Linked DNA regions of Mus musculus: all the other regions are linked to region 2. The links are chromatin contacts, called in public promoter capture Hi-C maps. All regions are on one chromosome and are shown on one strand. The core of a region is the stretch at or near the end of the contact, and the rest is flanking DNA. Distances in the headings are between cores, read along the strand shown.

The links. Promoter capture Hi-C pulls out the DNA fragments that hold promoters and counts their contacts.
Region 1: a contact with region 2 is called in a promoter capture Hi-C map of hippocampal neurons, with 2.3 times the contacts expected there. The contact joins the enhancer-like site here to the promoter of Ccl2 in region 2. A contact is called at or near these places in 4 of 39 promoter capture datasets (embryonic stem cells, hippocampal neurons, pre-B cells and 1 more), 1 of 484 Hi-C or Micro-C datasets (B cells) and 1 of 9 other capture datasets (adipose tissue).
Region 3: a contact with region 2 is called in a promoter capture Hi-C map of embryonic stem cells, with 2.0 times the contacts expected there. The contact joins the promoter of Slfn5os here to the promoter of Ccl2 in region 2. A contact is called at or near these places in 15 of 39 promoter capture datasets (the 3T3-L1 cell line, 3T3-L1-derived adipocytes, the HPC-7 cell line and 11 more).

What each region holds. Positions count from the first base shown.
Region 1 is chr11:82,578,111-82,582,184 of GRCm38.p6, forward strand. No RefSeq gene overlaps it. Among named protein-coding and RNA genes, the nearest start is that of Gm24612, 16 kb to the right of the region's middle. Within about 2 kb of position 2,086, at least 40 of the 459 cell types and tissues checked have an H3K27ac peak or open chromatin away from gene starts, as enhancers often do. A contact at or near this core is called in hippocampal neurons, where this site is marked.
Region 2 is chr11:82,032,991-82,037,019 of GRCm38.p6, forward strand. Ccl2 (chemokine (C-C motif) ligand 2) reads left to right here and starts at 2,587. Exons shown (of 3, transcript NM_011333.3): 1 at 2,587-2,747; 2 at 3,493-3,610; 3 at 3,936-4,029. The coding sequence starts at 2,672.
Region 3 is chr11:82,958,708-82,962,806 of GRCm38.p6, forward strand. Slfn5os (schlafen 5, opposite strand) reads right to left here and starts at 1,974. Exons shown (of 3, transcript NR_045932.1): 1 at 1,898-1,974. It overlaps Slfn5 (schlafen 5), which reads left to right. Exons shown (of 6, transcript NM_183201.4): 4 at 1-95; 5 at 1,298-2,021; 6 at 2,193-4,099. The coding sequence ends at 2,997.

The sequences.
Region 1 (4,074 bases), core at 836-3,335, 540 kb after region 2:
AAAGGAGGGTCTTCTCGGCCCTATTTCAGCCAGACCCACTAAACTGCAGCCCCTGGGTTTCCTGAGCCAGGCTGAGAGAGCTGAGTAAGAAAATGGGGAACATTGAGGCTCTCAAGACAGCCAAGGCCAGAAAAGTGACCAGTGGGACCCCAAAAGATGTTGAACCCCATGCACACCCACCATGGAGGGGTGGTGCACTGAAGATGACATGGTATCTTTGAACTAAGAGGTTTCTATTACTTTTAAATAACCTTTCTACCTTTGTTCCTCTGGAGTCTGCCAGTCCTAAGGGATCCAAGAAAGGCCAGTTAGCCTTCAGGCTTCTTTCTGTCTCCTGAACTTACCAGGGTGTTGTCATTCACAGAGGTCTCCAGAACAGAGTGGTCTCAGAATCTATCGAACCCTCTACCTCTACCCTATGACAGGTATCCTATGCCATTGGGAAGTATCCCGGATAGTGAGGAATCCTGGCAGTGTGGGAGGAACTCCCAAAGCATCTCTGGGGAAGATATTAACCCTCCACGGAAGGAGCTTTCTGAATGACAGGAAGATCCAGAGCCCTGATCCGAGGAGGAAGAACAAAAATCGGCTCTCACACAGCTGCTAGCCAGGGTGCCGCCCTCGACAGTGCTCCTACAAGTGGGTGCTGAGCAGGGCAGTGCATCCACACTTCAGGAGCCCCCCCCCCAGGTTTACCTGGGTACAGCAAGGCTCTGAAGCGGCCTCTCTTCTTCCACATGCAGCCTCAGAAGCTGCTTGTGGGAGCAGAGAACCACAGGGTTCTATGTGTTGATGGCAGCCAAGGAGAAGAGACTTATTAATTTAATCCTTAAACAAATTTACAGAAATTGTCGGTGGATTTTCAGGAAACCCAGGAAAATGGTTTCTAGGGGAGCCGGCAGATTCTCCCCACTGTGTGTAGTGCGAGTCGGCAGAAATGAAGCTGCGTTATCAGAGCCCTTTCCCCAGTGCTCTCAGGCATGGAGCCCACCTTTTGGCTTACCTCCTCTCAGATTGCTCTCCATAAGCAGAGCCAGAAAACTGGCTGGGGAAGACCTGCAGCTTTCATCACTAATCCAAGGGATTAACTGGGCAAGCAAGGCAGATACTTAACTATTTGTATCACTGTTTAACGAATGGGGAAACTGAGGCAGAAAAGGATTCAGTATCTCATTGCCAGAGGTCCCACAGTTTCTTGGTGGCAGATGTAAGGTTCAAACCAGGGTGCCTGCTCCTTCCCCCCACCCCACCCCCAAAAAATCAGCATTACAACTTCTTTGTTCTACAACCTTAATCTCTCTCTCTCTCTCTCTCTCTCTCCCTCTCTCTCTCTCTCTCTCTCTCTGTTTTTGTTTTTCAAAAGAGGGTTTCTCTCTGTAGCTCTGGCTATCCTGGAACTCTCTCTGTAGACCAGGCTGGCCTTGAACTCAGAAATCCGCCTGCCTCTGCCTCCCAAGTGCTGGGATTAAAGGCGTGTGCCACCACTGCCTGGCTCTTATGTCTCTTTCTTTTGCCTTTATCAAGAAGAGAAGCCACACACCATCTTCCCATCCTCACGGGGATTCTAGGCCAACTACCCTTTCTGATGTCCTCAAGGGCAGCCTGATTGTCATCCCAGCCAGTTGCCCAGTGTCCACGCACCTTGTCACTCTGTGCCACCTGCCTCTTGGGCAATCTTTTATCCTGGTGGAATTCAGCGCTTTCTTGGAAGTTTAGTCTTCAAGAACTCAGACTTGAAGTCTTTTTCACCCACAATCCATCTGGGTCCGTGAGGCACAGCCTCTTGGATGGAATCCCAGGCCTTAGTTGGAATCTCACAGCAACTCCCCTGTTTGCTCACTAAGACTGCCGACGTCATTAGCCTCAGCTCCAGGCACTGCATTGACTCAGTCCCAGCTGAGTGCATCCCCCAACCCTAAGGAGGTTAGGGCCAGTTAACCCACTCTGAGAGGTCACTGATCCAGCACTGATAAGGAATTAGAAAAGCCCTGACCAGCCAGCAACCCTTCCCAGGCCACCGTCCCTGGTCAGACTCCAGTGCCTCCATCCACTAGAGCCCTCATTAGCATCTTAATGTGAGGAGCATATGCAATGAGGCATCAGAGAAAATCCCCGGCATTTAAATTCATTAACAGTCCCTGGAAGTCTTCAGTGCGAGGTGGAATTATCACTAAACTGCTTTTAACTTACCAGCTGTGCACTAAACTGCCAGCCATGAAGGCTGGGTGTTAGAGTCTGGCAGGAAGGCCTAGAGGGGTACTGCTGTCTGGGAGCCTAAACTCAGGGATGCCCGGGCTGCTGGCTGGAGGGCTCTGTTTCCTAGATTTCTGTTGGGCACCCTAACGATGAGTGAAAAATTCAATCAACCAGCTGGCTTGTCTGCTTAGGAACAATCAGCCGGCTCGACTGATATTGATGTGTCCGTGCTTTTCCGGTTAACTTCCATGACCCAGCTCTCTCTGCTCCAAATCTGATGGATGACAGGGAAGATGTTTCTCCACTCCCTGGAGCAGCTTCCTTCTTTCTGGCCAGCCTCTCCCAGAGTTCCATCTGATCTGCCCAAGGCATCTCCTGGCACCCTCTCCTCCCTGCTCCTGGTTTCTACCTACCCTGTTGGTCCCCCATCCTAGCAGGCAGCCTACAGTGTCAAACTCTTGCTAAGTATTGTCTTCTCTACATGCCTTGATTGACATCCCATCCCGAGGCGAATGTGTAGCCTGTGTAGACCCCAGATTATAGTCATCCCTGGCACCAAAAGCCGAGCTCAGCTAAGATCCGTGGAACCCATTAATTGATTGACGAAATCTTCTTTGCCTGTGGTGTCAATCACAGAACCTGGTGCACCGTAGTGTCTCAATAAATATTTGCTGAATAAATGTTGGGTGACAGATAAATGCTTACAGCGGGAATAAGGTGGGGTGAGGTGGTTAGGATTTAGAAATTCAATGCTCTGTTCAACAAATATTAATTGTGTGACTAATCAGAGTAAGCTATGGTTAATATTTATATTAGCCTTCCTATCTGCAAAGCCCACAGTGTGAGCTGGTCTAATTTTTGTAACAAGCCTGGGAACAGGATTCTAATATTATACTTGTTTTACAGATGGGGAAACTGAGGCCATTAATTGGCTTGCCCCAGGCTGTCTGGCATAGGAAAGCAAGGATTTGAACCTGGGAAGGCTAGATCAAGATCAATGCTCACTGGTAGGTGTTAATCAAGAGACATTATCTGCAATTTTACATTTCCAACCCCCATCCTGAAAAGTTAAAATAAGTGAGTGAGATTAATTTTTAAAGATATTTTATTTAACCTGATGAATCCAATATGTGATCTTTTCAATGCAGAGTGAACATTTAAAAGGCATTAATGAGACACTTATGTCCTCGTTTTCACACTAAGACTGGGAAATCAGTGGCCGTTTAAGGTTCACGGACCCGGCTGCATTGCTCAAAAGCCCTGTGTTGGCTGTGGCCCTGGGGAGGATGCTTCTGAGCTGCATTCAAAGCTACTATGTGCTTCTGCTCTCCAGCTTACCCCAGATCTGGACTTGGAAAACACAAGAGATGAACCAGACACAGTCCGGTTCAAGGAAGGCGTGGTTTTCTCAGTACCCAAGGCACAGCGATACCATAGAGGGTGTAGTGGCTATTCCTGGTTGTCAACTTGACTATATTTGGAATGAACTACAATCCAGAATTGGAAGGCTCACCAGTGACCCTTATCTGGAGGCTTGGAGATCCTTATCTGGATCTTGGTTTGAAGATCTTGAGTCATAGTGGCTATGGATTCCAGAAGATTGAATCTCCGAGTTTAAGGAACACACCTTTAATCTGGGCTACACCTTCTGCTGGAGACAATATAAGGACATTGGAAGAAGGGAGTCTAGCTCTTGCTCTTGCTCCTGCTCCTTCGCCTGCTTGCTGCGTGAGACTGAGTAACTGCTAGATCCTTGGACTTCCATTCACAGCTGCGACTGAACAATTGTAAGGAATTGGGCTGCCGACTGTAAGTCATCAATAAATTCCTTTACTATCTAGAGACTATCCATAAGTTCTGTGACTCTAGAGAACCCTG
Region 2 (4,029 bases), core at 1,337-3,836:
AGGCTGGGGATTGATGTTCTATCAGTCCTCACCCCATTACATCTCTTCCCCGGGCCTTTCCCTTGGCTGCTCCCAAGCCAGAGCTCAGACTAGGCCTTTGTTGAGTCATTTCAGATTCTCCGGCCCATGAGAGAACTGCTTGGCTGCAGGCCCAGCATCTGGAGCTCACATTCCAGCTAAATATCTCTCCCGAAGGGTCTGGGAACTTCCAATACTGCCTCAGAATGGGAATTTCCACGCTCTTATCCTACTCTGCCTCTGACCTGCCCGCTGGGAAGAACATCCTTTGTTGACAGAGTGAAGTGAGAGGGAAACAGACAATAACTCTCCTTTCTTTCGTTTATGATTCACATTTGCGCTGCCTCCTGTGCTAACTGAAGCTTGCAGCGGCCAATTCACTTTGCAATGGTGATCTCCCAGGCTCAGAAGCCTGCCCACAAAGCCAGGGGCCTTTTTCTGTGACTGTAGACCACATGAATCTGTGCATCTCAGTCAGGAAAGGCTTCCTCACATAGAAAGAAAATGCAACACTATACAATTTCCCTGGGGTTCTTGTGTCTCAGATTCATAATAATGGCATCTCTCAACTTGTTCATGCTACAGAAAGCCCAAAAGAATGACTAGATTTCATAGATAACATTCTCACAGATGAGCTGTGGGCATCTATGAACATGAGGAAAACTTCGTGGAGGTAGCAACGAGATGCTCTGGGTAGAAATGACTACGCACAACTACTGCCTCCAATCCTGAAATAATTCACATATTTGAGGGAAACTGAGTGACATACAGGAAAAGAATTGGGCTAAATCCAGAACAATTTGGACACTAGTCAGGAGGAGGACAGTGACTAGCAAGATCATGATATAGGTGAACAAAAGGAGGGTCCCAAGAGGTACCGCAAACTAGGAAACTAACATCCATTGTGAGACATTAAATCTCATGTCCAAGCGGGCGTGGTGGCGCACGCCTTTAATCCCAGCACCTGGGAGGCAGAGGCAGGCAAATTTCTGAGGCCAGTCTGGTCTACAAAGTGAGTTCCAGGACAGCCAGGACTATACAGAGAAACCCTGTCTCGAAAAACCAAAAAACAAATCTCAGGTCCAGGGAAGCATTCTGGAAGCACCAGCCCCACCCCCACCCCGTGTCACCTGTGTTACCTATGGGTAATTAGGTTTTTGACAACTGACTATGCCTGGCTCCTGGTAAGCCATCACAATGCTGCTAAGGACCACTTGCCATGGAATAAACACAGCAGCTTGTTTGATAAAGCTTATTTCCTATCACAAATATATTAACTTCAGAACTGTTCTCTTCCAAGCATCCCCCCATTCCTTTACAGTCATTGTCTCCACGACTCTCTATGAAAGACAAATCTTGGGTACAACTCTGCCAATCAGGAAAGACTCAAAAGGATGCTACAGAGGAAGGAGGAAATCAAGATACCTGAGTGGAAGACTCCGCTCAGCCACTGGCACGCATGTGAGAGCGCCACTCTTTTTATCAAGAGTCTGCTGAAATGAATTCTAAGGGCTTTCAGATTTTATCGCTTTGATCACACTGTTTGTGAAGAAATCTAAACCTGGAAAGCTGAATTAAGCCAGACATTCCAGTTGGCTCACTCATGGTCCCTGGAAATCACGAAGGAAACAGGGCAGAGAGCTACCAGGAGTAGTAAACGCTAACACACAGGCTTCTAATTCATCATGACTTAACCAAAAGGCATGTTTCTCCATGGCCCGTTAGCTGTCTGTTAGTTTGAAGGTAATGTGATGATAGCCAGGCTGGAGCTACCTGGGTCCTGTTCCAGGGACTCTTAGGGCAGTTACCTACATGACCCTTCTGGACCTCAGCTGCCTGATCTGAGAATGGGGAGTAACAGCATCTACTTACCAGAGCTGGGGAAATTAGAGACTGCACTGTGAAGGGTTCCAACCACTCCTGGCCCAGAGTAAGCACTAGGTGAGTTTTATATAGAAATTTCTTCTGCACCATGAGCTCATGTATATGGCTTTCCAGGTCTGGACTTTTACAACTCAGACAGTTCATATCAATGTCACAAAGCTTCTTAGTGCTGCAAAATATCTGGTAACCACCAAGTGGAGAGAATGCTGTATTCAACAAGGCCTGATAACCAAGGACTCAGCCGACTTACTGGGGGTCCTTTCCCAGCTGCAAGGTTCCTTGAGCCAGGGGCAAGCTAGGCTGTGTTTCCAAGCATCTTCTTCCTAAGGACTTTAGGTTCCTTGGCCACTTCCTTTTATTTCAGTGAAAGCAGAGCCACTCCATTCACACTTGTGGTCACAGTAGTACAATTACTGCCAATTCTTCCCTCTTTCCCCCCCCCCCCCCCTACTCCCTGCGCAGCTTCATTTGCTCCCAGGAGTGGCTAGAAAAATACCAAATTCCAACCCACAGTTTCTCTCTTCCACTTCCTGGAAACACCCGAGGGCTCTGCACTTACTCAGCGGATTCAACTTCCACTTTCCATCACTTATCCAGGGTGATGCTACTCCTTGGCACCAAGCACCCTGCCTGACTCCACCCCCCTGGCTTACAATAAAAGGCTGCCTCAGAGCAGCCAGAAGTGCAGAGAGCCAGACGGGAGGAAGGCCAGCCCAGCACCAGCACCAGCCAACTCTCACTGAAGCCAGCTCTCTCTTCCTCCACCACCATGCAGGTCCCTGTCATGCTTCTGGGCCTGCTGTTCACAGTTGCCGGCTGGAGCATCCACGTGTTGGCTCAGCCAGGTGAGACCCCCCCAGCTCCCTTCCCAGCATATCACCCCATTTTTGAATTGTCGTGGATTGTGATAGCATAGTCTCACATGGTCAGGTACTTTTTTTTTTTTCTTTAACCAAGATAAGGAGCATAAAGAAGGAAGGACAAAGAGCCAACCCAATTACAAGATTGCTTCTGGAAAGCAACTAGAATTTTAATTGTTAGATCTAAATTTGGAATCACACCTTCATATAGTTCCTGTTCCAGTTACTTCCCTCAGTATTTGGGAACCTGGGTGATCAAACAGAGGCTTGGGTTGGTGCCTTTTTCCAGATAGAGGAGAAAGGGGAAGAGATCCAAGATCCGAGCTGTGTTTCACCCAGCCCTGCTTCCAGAGATAGCAGCTTAGCGGAGGTGGTTGGGATCAGAGATACTCATGATTTGATTTTTTTTTTTTTTTTTTTTTTTTTTTTTTTTTTGCAGCCTACAGTAATGTACTCAGGTAATCTTCTCAGGTCATAGTAATTTGACTTCTAACTCCCCCAAATGACAGTCCCCAGAGTCACATAGTTTTAATGGCATCCCTCTACCCAAGACTGTGAGCCTACTTTAAGCTGCAAATAACTGAGTCTGTTGTCAAAGATCACATCCCAGATCTGATGTATTGGCATTTATATCCCATCCTGCTGAAACTGCCTTCTCCCCGTGGTCCTTCTCTTCTCTAAGGTCAGAAGCATCTTTCCTGTCCTAATGTGCTTCTCTTTTACTCTCCAGATGCAGTTAACGCCCCACTCACCTGCTGCTACTCATTCACCAGCAAGATGATCCCAATGAGTAGGCTGGAGAGCTACAAGAGGATCACCAGCAGCAGGTGTCCCAAAGAAGCTGTAGTGTGAGTTACATACCCCGGCCCTCCCTGGTCCAAAGGTTTTTCCTTAAGAACAAGGGATGGTCCTCATATACTTATAGTCAGTCACACACTCAGATCCAATGGGGAAACCAAGGCCAAGAAGGCAAAGGCAGTTCTCAACAGCATTGTCTCTATGGCTGCTGTTCAGGCCCTTTCTACTCCACAAGCTTATCTTAGAAAACCTGCAGGAGAAGCAGGTCACTTTGAGTCCCCTTTTTCTACCTGCCCTCCCCCGCTGAGCTCTACACAGCCCCTCCATGTATACCAGACTGAACTTCATCTAACAGTGTCTTTTCTCTTCCCACAGTTTTGTCACCAAGCTCAAGAGAGAGGTCTGTGCTGACCCCAAGAAGGAATGGGTCCAGACATACATTAAAAACCTGGATCGGAACCAAATGAGA
Region 3 (4,099 bases), core at 724-3,223, 930 kb after region 2:
GAAGAGTATGTTAAACACCACACCCTGCAGCAAGACCGTGTTCACACATAAATATTTGAAATGTGTGGAAGACCTGCAGAAGGATTACTTTCCAGGTAACTGTTGTTTCTGGCCACTTTGGAACAGGTTGACTGTTTCCATATTTGGGGGAGAAAAGCCTTGTTTTGAGTCCATACAAAACCACCTATGGAAAGTGCAGAGAGGGGCTGGAGCTGTGGCTTAACAGTTAAAAGCACTGGCTGCTCTTTCAGAGGACCTGGATTTGATTCCCAGAACCCACATGATGGCTTACAACCATTACCACAGTGGGTAAGTATGTTGCAATGTAGTTGCAGCATCCAACATTAGCAGTGAGAACGAGTGCATTATTGCCATGTGCCATGTGCAAGTGCAGGGCTGAGTGTGGACCATGTCCAGGTACATCTTGTGACTTTGTTCATAGATTTTCTAGGTTCTCTTATTGATAAGAAAATATTTTGAAACATTCTGGTGTTTCTGGATTTTTCTTGGTTTTAGTTGTTTCACCATTAAGCTTTTGCAGGACATAGAACAAAGACAAATTTAGACAGGGTTTCTCTGTGTAGCCCTGGCTGTCCTGGAACTCACTTTGTAGAGGCTGGCCTCGAACTCAGAAATCTGCCTGCCTCTGCCTCCCGAGGGCTGGGATTAAAGGCATGCACCACCTTCCCACTAGTGTTCTCATAGTCCAAGAGAGGTTCTTTCTTGCTGCCTTGGCTACTGTGTTCTCAGTGTAGTCCATGTTGATCACAGCTGGTTATGGGCTCCCTCAGACTCAAGATTGCTTCTCTTTTTGTTACTAATATAAAACTGATCATTGATACATGATAGAGCTCAAAGATCGAGATCTACATCATATAATGGTAGAGTAAGACTAATTACTAGCTACTGATTTGTTTAGTGATTTACTTAAAGCACTGCTTGTACATCTGTTGGCCAAGCAGGGCTTCACTTGCCATCTGAAACAGAATGACCTGGAGAAACAGTTAATAAATAAATAGACAAATAAATAAATAAGTCCTGGCCCTCTAAATCCTGCTGCCTGCCACATACTCTATAAAATCTTGCTTGCTCGCTCCCTCCACCTAGTGGTTTTAAAGTGTAATGCGTTATTACAGATGGCACGGGCATGAAGGCTTTTCATCCACTGGTCCTCTCTTCCACTCTCATTGGTGTTATTCAAGAAAGATTATTCAAGAGTGCTTATTCAAGAAAGATTCCCACAGCAATGGTGATTATTAGCTTGTCTCTGATTCATTCCGATTCTTTCCTTGTCTAGTGTCACCCAACAGGATTACATATACTCCAGAGAGCGTCTACAAGGACCTCTTCGCAGATTACAGAGGACTAAGAAACTTAATAAATATGGAAATGCGCTGTTTCTCTCAAGGGATATTGATCTTCTCCCACAGCTGGGCTGTAGATCTAGGTCTTCAGAGGAGGCAAGATGTCATCTGTGACGCTCTTCTGATTTCCCCGAACAACGTTCCAATCCTGTACACCATTTGCAACAAGTGGGATCTGGGGAACAGGCACTATTCCATGAAAGTTGCCCGTACCCTGAAGCAGAAGCTGGTGAACATGGGTGGCTACCCTGGAAGATTAGGCATCATTCCCTTGGTCTTACCACTGGGTTCTCACCAAAGAGTAAGGAATGACTTAGAAATGCCAGTGTACCCCGAATCCTATAACTTCATAACCACACAGCAGGTGGAAGCTCTGTTGCAATCTCTTGTGATCATCTTGTTTGGGTTCAGACCCCTGTTAAATGAAGAGTTAAACTTGGAGTCTGAGACTGTGGCCCTGCTCTCAGACCAACAGTACGGGTTGCTTTCAACTAACCTGAGCAAGCACAGAGAGATGTTTGTTCACGGCTTACCTGGATCAGGGAAGACCACTCTAGCTCTCATGATCGTGGGGAAGATCAGGAATGTGTTCAACTGTCAAGCTGACAACATTCTTTACATCTGTGAGAACCAGTCCTTGAAGAGGTTCATTGTGAGGTAAGCAACCTGACTATTCATTTCTTTCTGGTGGGCAATTTGAATGGGCGTGGCTTTCGAGGGCTAAGCTCTGGGTTGTTGCTTCCATGCTCAGGAACTATTCCTATCTATTGGGCTGCCTTTCTTTGCTTAGCTGAGGAAATCTGACTGTGTTTCTTACACTTGCATCAGGAAAAACGTTTGCCAGGCAGTGACACGGAAAACCTTCATGAAAAATACCTTTGATAATGTGCAACATATCATCGTGGACGAAGCTCAGAATTTCCGAACGGAGGACGGGAACTGGTACGCAAAGGCCAAAGCCATCACTCAGAGAGCGAGAGATGGCCCAGGAGTTCTCTACATTTTTCTGGATTACTTTCAGATCAATCACTTGTGTTGCAGTGGCCTCCCTGAGCTCCAACACCAGAAGCCGTTATTGAAGCTCACCAGAATGCTCCGCAGCGGAGACAACATAACCAGCTACCTTCAGGATATAATGCATCAAATCAGAGAAAATCCTCCCCCAAATGTCCCCCAAGAAGCCTTGATGGTGGGTGAAGAACTTGAATGGGGTCCAGATGTCACAGGCAACTTAGAGATTACTGATAACTTGAATTTGGAGCAGATGTCAGTCTATGTAGCAGAGAAATGCCAGAGTCTTTGGAGGTCTGGCTATTTCACGGATGTTGCTGTTCTTTTCACTAGAGCCAGAGATATAGAAAAATGTAGAGACAAGCTTCTGCTAGCAATGAGGAGGAGGTCCATGTCTCAGCTCGCTGAGGAGCCCAGTTTACTAGTGCAGGTCAGGGAGGGGTTGGATAGTCTGGGTAGTCACGTCGTGTTGGAGAGTGTTCACCGATTTTCAGGCATGGAAAGAAGTATTGTGTTTGGGATCATTCCAATGGGATCTGAGACGGCCATTTTCTACAATGCTCTGCTCTGTCTGGCTTCCAGGGCAAGGACACATCTGTATATTGTAAAGGTTGTGTTTTGATAGGAAGATGCCAGTTTTCAGTTAGCTTGGGTTGGTCTCTAGCTGTCTTTGAAGCTCTTTGATCTAAACATTTAAGCACCAAAAACATTTCATGTACAATCAGCCACACTCAGGGCAAGCAAATATGAGTATGGGGGATGTAGACAGTAGGAAGAGACAGCAGAGCAATTAGCTGGCACTGAGATATCCTTTCTCTCTCTCTCTCTCTCTCTCTCTCTCTCTCTCTGTGTGTGTGTGTGTATGTGTGTGTGTGTATCAGGAAGGACTGGTTGTTTGAGGTAGGCAGGAAAGAGCTAATTATGAGATGACTGCTGACTTCTCGTAGACTCAGATATTTTCCTTGTTTTTAACACAGCCACCGGCAGAAATGCTTGATCTTGGTGTGTGGAGGGAGCATGAAGGGGAGAGGGGGAGAGAGTGTGTCCATCTTTAGCAGGACATAGTTTGAAATGTAAGTTCACAAACTGCAAGCTATGATTTCAGGGTGAGTCCAGTTCAGTTTAGCTTGTCGAGTTGCTTCCTGTTTTGCCTTTCATCGGCATTGCTGTTTCTGATCTTTGCCTTCTACATGACTTATTTATTCAGAATCTTTGACTCCGCCTTAATACTATTCCTGTGGGGACCCAGAGTTACTACCGTCAAAGTGCCAAAGTGTGGGTGCAGTGGTTTGGAAGGTAGAGGGCCGAAGAGGAAGAATGTACAGAGTCTAAGCCTGGCATCACTCCACACTTAATTTAGTAACCACAGTATGCAAACATAAGTCAAATATCTCTGCTCTCTGTGCGCTCCCCAGTTCAAACAGCCTTTCGAAGGCCGTTGCTGAAAAAATACTCATTTGTCATTTGCTTTAGGTCTCTGTATAGCCCTGGCTGTCCTGGAACTCACTCTGTAGACCAGGCTGGCCTCGAACTCAGAAATCCACCTGCCTCTGCCTCCCGAGTGCTGGGATTAAAGGCATGTGCCACCACGCTCGGCTTCTCTGAAACTCAATATTTAGAGCCAAACAGAGCAAACTTTTCTGGGAGACACAAACAAACAAAAATCCAGAGTTCATTTCCAGGGATGATTTGCAGGAGCAAATCATGAAAACTTAAGGAAAATG